2 separate regions of the Mus musculus genome follow, and region 1 is linked to region 2. Evidence: chromatin contacts called from public HiChIP or PLAC-seq data. All regions are on one chromosome and are shown on one strand. Each heading gives the region's core, a stretch centred on a gene start, on an enhancer-like site or on the middle of the called end of the contact. The rest is flanking DNA. Distances are from core to core; before and after follow the strand shown. Region 1 overlaps Foxk1 (forkhead box K1). Region 2 holds the start of Tmem184a (transmembrane protein 184a).

What was found. HiChIP or PLAC-seq counts read pairs in DNA pulled down with a chosen protein or histone mark.
Region 1: an H3K27ac HiChIP or PLAC-seq map of embryonic stem cells shows a contact between it and region 2, with 8 times the contacts expected there. The contact joins the enhancer-like site here to the promoter of Tmem184a in region 2. A contact is called at or near these places in 3 of 39 promoter capture datasets (embryonic stem cells, hippocampal neurons and liver) and 1 of 115 datasets of contacts at active chromatin or transcription factors (embryonic stem cells).

Annotation. Positions count from the first base shown.
Region 1 is chr5:142,439,136-142,442,182 of GRCm38.p6, reverse strand. All of the region lies in intron 2 of Foxk1 (forkhead box K1), which reads right to left. Among named protein-coding and RNA genes, the nearest start is that of Ap5z1, 23 kb to the left of the region's middle. Within about 2 kb of position 1,537, at least 384 of the 459 cell types and tissues checked have an H3K27ac peak or open chromatin away from gene starts, as enhancers often do. A contact at or near this core is called in embryonic stem cells and liver, where this site is marked.
Region 2 is chr5:139,811,730-139,814,521 of GRCm38.p6, reverse strand. Tmem184a (transmembrane protein 184a) reads left to right here and starts at 1,279. Exons shown (of 8, transcript NM_144914.3): 1 at 1,279-1,557. The coding sequence starts at 1,330.

The DNA of each region.
Region 1 (3,047 bases), core at 288-2,787, 2.6 Mb before region 2:
TCACAGGAAGGTTACACAACCTGAAGGAAGCACCAAAGTTTGCCAGGAAGACAAGCATTCAGGAGGCTCCTTTTCCAGAGGTACGCATGCAGAGACCTCCAGGTGTCCCTGAAGTCCTAGACAGCACAGAGCCTGACACACACCATCGCTTCCTACGTTCCTACGTTCCTACTCCACGATAAAGCGTGGCCTGTAACTTACCGGCAGAACTTGCTGTGCTGCTGGTCTTTGGCACGCCTGAATTTGACCCTCCCCGCCCTCTCCCAGTACTGATGCATGCCAGGTTAAGTGATCTACCATGGGGCTTCATCCCCAGCCCACAGTGCAGACTGGGTAATCCAGCCACCCACCAGATACACTGGGCAGGGAGTCACACACAGGGGAGGAGCTATGCAGCGCTGCACTTGATTGAAGACTTGTAACTTGCTCATTTTCTGCAGTTTTCCACTTGGTATTTTTGGACTGTGCATAACTGAAACCACAAGCAAGTGAAACTAAGGCTGGGAGTGGGTTGGGGTGGGGAGGGGAGGGGCGGGGCTCGGTGGGGTGCTAGACTTCTGATGCAGACTGGGGTGCTCTCCAAACGCAAATCTCCGAGAGCACAGGAGACTGAGCTAGCCCTAGCCCGCAGTAAAGTAGAACTGTACTACAGCTCCATGACTAAGGGGGCCAGTTCTCTGATGCCGACTTCCCTTCATTCACATCACCACTGCTAACCTTTGCTACACGTGTACATGCAGGGGGCGGGCACGGCACTGCACAGCCTGGGTGTGGAAGACGGCAACTTTAGGGACTCAGCTCTCCCCTCCACCATGCGGCTTCGGGACTGAGCTCAGGTCTTCAGGCTCGGGAGGGAGCACCTTCCTTTACTCACTGAGCCATCCCACCAGCCTTTCCATCTTAATTTTGGGACAGGGTCTGTAACAGAAGCGAACCCTGAGTTCCCAGTTTCAGCCAGACAGGCTGGCCTCAGATCTGCAATCTTCCTGCCTCAGCGCCCTGGGTGCAGGGATTCCTGGTAAATGCCTGGTGCTGGGACCCACAGGCTACTTTCATGGCTGCTATGGCAGTCTGCTGAAGTGTAGTCCCACGGAGCCTGCTTTAGCCTCAGTAGCCTCAGCAAATGATTAACCAGCTCCCTGTTTTCCTAAATCACTTGCTCTTCACAGAAAGAAAGGTCAAAACACTGCCGAAGCTGCAGTTTCTTTCAAAGAGCTCATTCATCTGCTGGGCGGAGCCCTGCAGGCAGGGACAGCCCCCCCAAAAAAACCCAACATACACACAACTCAAAACCACAGCGGAACAACCCGCCCTGGGAAATAAGGAGCCACCCAACAAACTGAAGCCAGCCTGGTGGGGGGGGGGTGGGGGGGGGGTGGAGTGAGGCAAAGGTACCGAACCCTGGGATCCGCTCCATGGAGGGAGGAGCCACAGCTGGGAGGTCCCCAAGCCTTCGGTGCCCAGGTCGGCCAATAGGGACCCGCTAGCAAAGCTCACCAAATTAGGCAAGCAGACTGAGCAGGGCGGGGCCCACTGCTGCGGGCTGGGAAGTCAAACCCTTTCCCCAAGCCTGCCCCACCCTGGCTCCCGCTGCCTGGGAGAGGAAGGGCAGGGCGTGTTTGTAAACACGTGGGCTCCACCCCTACACAGAAACTCAAACTGAGAAAGTCTTGGCAGGCGAACCTCCAGCGGCCGGCCGCTGAGCTTTACAAAAGCTCAATGGAATTCCTCAGTGTGGAGATAAACGGATGTCAACAGAGATCTTTTGTTGTGACACTTAAAGGCCCAGGGAGTCCAGAGCAAGTCCCAAGCCACTGTCAACAGCGACTGCGGACAGAGTGACCACGCACCCGTGGGAACTCAGGAGGAGCCAAGGGCCTGCCCCCTCCCAGCAGTACCAGGAATGTGGCAGACACAAAGTCGGGACTCCAAGGGAGCACTGGGGACACCAAAGCACCAACTGCTGGGCGGGGGTTCGGGGAGAGGGGGAGGTCTTTACAGCCACTGTGCCACCTGACCAAAAGCCACTCTACACCCGACCTATGATCACTCAGTGTCTTAGCCAGCTGGCTGCTGTTTTGTTTTTGAGACAGGGTCTCATGTAGCTGGGGTATTACACACGGCTTTTGATCCTCCAGCCTCCACCTGCCCAGAGCTGGGGCTGCCATGGGCCACTGCGTCTGCTGTTATCAGTGCTCAGGATCTTGCAGGCTTTCTTGGCAAGCAGCGCTCCACCAACCAGCCCCACTCCCAGCACGCACCACTTTTTCTTTGTATTGTCAATGAGAAACGTTGAAGCCAGGCATGCTTGTGCCTTTAGCCCCAGCTCTGGGGAGGCAGACGCACACAGGATAATTGAGGCCAGCCTATGTAGTGAATTCCAGAGTTACAAAGTGAGATCCTGTCTCAAAAACAAACAAACAACACAAAAAACTACACTATTCAATCCCACAATCACGTACCCTACCTAGTACTGGATATTGAACCAAGAGCCTTTGTTTGTTTGTTTGTTTGTTTGGAGATGAGGCCTCACTATATAGTCCTGGTGTTTCTATAACAAATAACGTAGCCGGCTGGCCTTGATGTGACCCTCTGGCCTCAGCTCCCAAGTGCTGGGATTTCAGGTGTGTGCCACCATGCCATGCCGGGCTAACCTAGGGCCCCTTTCAGGCCCCTAAAGTGTCTACCCCTGAACTCATCCAGGTCCTCTTCTTATTACAGGATGACAGGGTACCACTTGTTGCCCAGGCTCATTTTGGTCCTACTCAGTAGCCCAGGCTGGCCCTGAACATGCTTTTAGGGCTGCCCCACCTGTTTCTCATGTGAGTGTCGTGTGCTTGCTCAAAGCCACATGATTTCCCATGTAAATAACAGAAAGGCTACAACTTTCTTAACTGTTGGGAAGCCAGGAGCCCCAGCAATAGGTGACAAGAACCACTGGTGGGAGGGGCTTTGTGAGGAACCCTCAGTCTCTCAGTGACTGAATCATTCATTTTATATAAACAAACACCTGCACCTGCAATCCCAGCATCTGGGAGGCTGAGTCA
Region 2 (2,792 bases), core at 30-2,529:
GACCTTTCTCACCACCCAGAAAGCAGCACTGTATTGGATGGCTCCTCGGGGACTTCTCCCTGGAGCTAGCATAGCTTATGCAGACCCTTTGTCCTTCCTGACCCTGCCTGCTAAACTGCCTGACTACCTAGTGCCAGCAGGTGAAAGGCACCTGCCAGCCTCAGTTCCTGGAAGCCAGCTGCTACTGGGCAAACAGTCCCAGCGGGATAGAGTGTCGCCAGGGGCGGGGACAAGCCTCTGCTTCTCCTCCCTCCGCCCCTCCCTCAGCCTGAAGCCCAGGTGGGCCACTGGCCAGGTGAGGCCCTGTGTGCCTTCCCTAGCCTAGCGCAACCCTCCCGAGACCAGCCTTGCCCCAACCCGAAGCTTGGCCTCCACTGGGGGCCACATGACCCAGTGAATGACCAGCCAGGCTGCCCCAGAGGAGGCTAGGCCTCCAAGGCCCGGTCCAAAGAGCTTCCTGCTCACAGAGGTAGGCTCCCGCCCCCATGACGGACAACTGAGGGTAGCAAGGAGGTCCAATGTCGCTGCCTCCCGGCAGGCGCACACTCTATCACTTGCCGCGGGAGCTTCTGAGACCCTAAGGAGTACCTGCAGGCGGGTCAAGGGGGGGGGGGAGGGTTGGGCGGGGGCGGATGGCACCTGAGGGGGAGGAGGGGGGAGGAGGGGAAGGGCTGGATTGGGCAGAACTGGCCCCAGGTAGGTGAATCCCCACTGCCCAGCCGGTGGTAGAAACAAGCTTTGGGGTTTTGTTTGTTTGTTTGTTTAAGTTTAAGTTGTTTTGGGTTTAAGTTTCTTTTTCTTTTCTGAAACAGAGTAACTAGGTAGACCAGGCTGGCCCTTATACTCACAGATGCACAGTCCACCTGCCTTGGCCTCTGAGTACTGAGATTACAGGGGTGTGCTGTGGACACCTGGTTAGGAGCAGTCTTAGACTTCTATAGAGTTGCTGTCTGAGAACCAGGGTCCGAAGGAACCTGAGGGGGTTTGTCACCCCAGGATCTGAGCCCCAGGCTGGAAAGCAGCTAGGCCCCTGTTCAAGTGTGAGCCCACAGCTGCCCAGAATCAGGCGAGCTGGTGGGAAAATCAGACCCAGACTCTCACAAAGGGGACAGGTGGCCGTGGTGGGCCCCCAGGGAAGCTTCTGTGGATGATGGTGGTAGGGGCGGTGGCCAGGCAGGCAGAAAGTGCATTGGGCAGAACTGGCCCCGAGGTGACACCCACCCCGAGGTGACACCCACACGGCCTTGCCCACCTCTGGCCCCACCTCCTGCCCCTCACACTCCCACAGAAGCCTTCCCTGGCTTCTCACTCCTCTGCTGGTTTCTGCAGATGAGGAATGCGTCAGGGTTTCTGAAGACAGCCGGAGCCCCCCTCGTGTCAGCGACCTGGCTTCCACCCAGCCCCCCTCCGGCAATGCCCACAGTGGCAGCCGGGCCACAGATGGAGCGCGTGGACAACGGCTCGCAGGGGGCCCCCCAGCTCTTCCTCACCAGCGCATTGGCCCGAGGCGTTTCAGGCGTGTTTGTATGGACTGCTCTGCTGCTAACCGGCCACCAGGTAAGCACCTCTTGCACCCCCATCCCCGCTGAGCCTGGAAGTTGCTATGGGACCTGGCCCAGCTCAGATGGGCCCCGTGGACAGATGCTGTGATCATGGGACCTCCAGGGACAGCTCCCAGCACCAGTCACTGAGACATGGTAGGATTCTAGGCATGGTGTTCAAGGGTCTATGGCCCTTCTCCAGAGCTAGCATGTCAGAGCCAGGCCTAAGGAGGGAGATCTCTGCCGAGGTGAGGGCAGATTGCTGGGTGGGTATCCCCAGTCACGTCTGAGGCCCCTCACTCTACTCCCTGAGGTCAGAGCTTAATCCCAGTTCACAGACAGGAACACGGAGGGGTTTCCCCGGGCTCACACAGTGGGAGGAGAAAGGGCCTTTCCCCTCCAGAGATGGCGAAGGCGTGGACCTTGCTCTATAGAGAACCTCAAGCCAGCCAGACAGGGAGTTTGGGGAGGAGGGGTGGGGACTGAGTTGGATAGGAACTGGAACAGTGGAGAACAGGAGGTGTGTTGGGGGTATGAGGGGAGAGATGGGGAGCTACGAGAATAGGGGGCAAGGAGCTGGGGGTGGAGGGTGGGTAAGCAGGAAGCAGAAGCCAGGCATCTAGAATGTGGCGGGGTAGCTGGGGAGCTGGAGGTTGGTTAAGGGAGCTGAGAGCCACGGGCTCTCTGGAACACCCACTTGGCACAGTGGGAGGGCCTGAGTCAGTAGGTGAGCTGGGGGCAGGAAGCAAAAGCAAACACCTCGGCTTGTGACATTCACCTGCTGGCTGGTACCTGTCCAGGTGTGCCTCAGTAACCAGGATACAAGGGAGAAAGATCCGTGCCCGAGGGCAGGCCAGGCACATCCTAGCCACAGAGGTGGCACGAGGCACGCTCTTAGGGTCAGCAGGAAGCCAGAGAGACCAACCTCCATTTACCGGTGGAGAAACTGAGGCAAAAGAGGAAGCAGCTTGCCAAGGTCACCAGCCATATGGTACCAGCCTGGGAAATGTCTCTTGTTGGCTGATCACATTGTGTCCTCCCTCCACAGAGGCTAGGGAGGGAGGAAGGAGCAGATAAGGAGCTGGTCTCTGACCTCAGCAGCCTTCGCACCACCCCACGTGTCCCCTGCACACACACACACACACACACACACACACAGCTCCCTCTAACAGTGACCTCCATGCCACACAGGGCACCTCGTCGCCACGGTGGCCTGGAATCGGGAGGAGGCACCCAGCTCCCAGCTGGCTT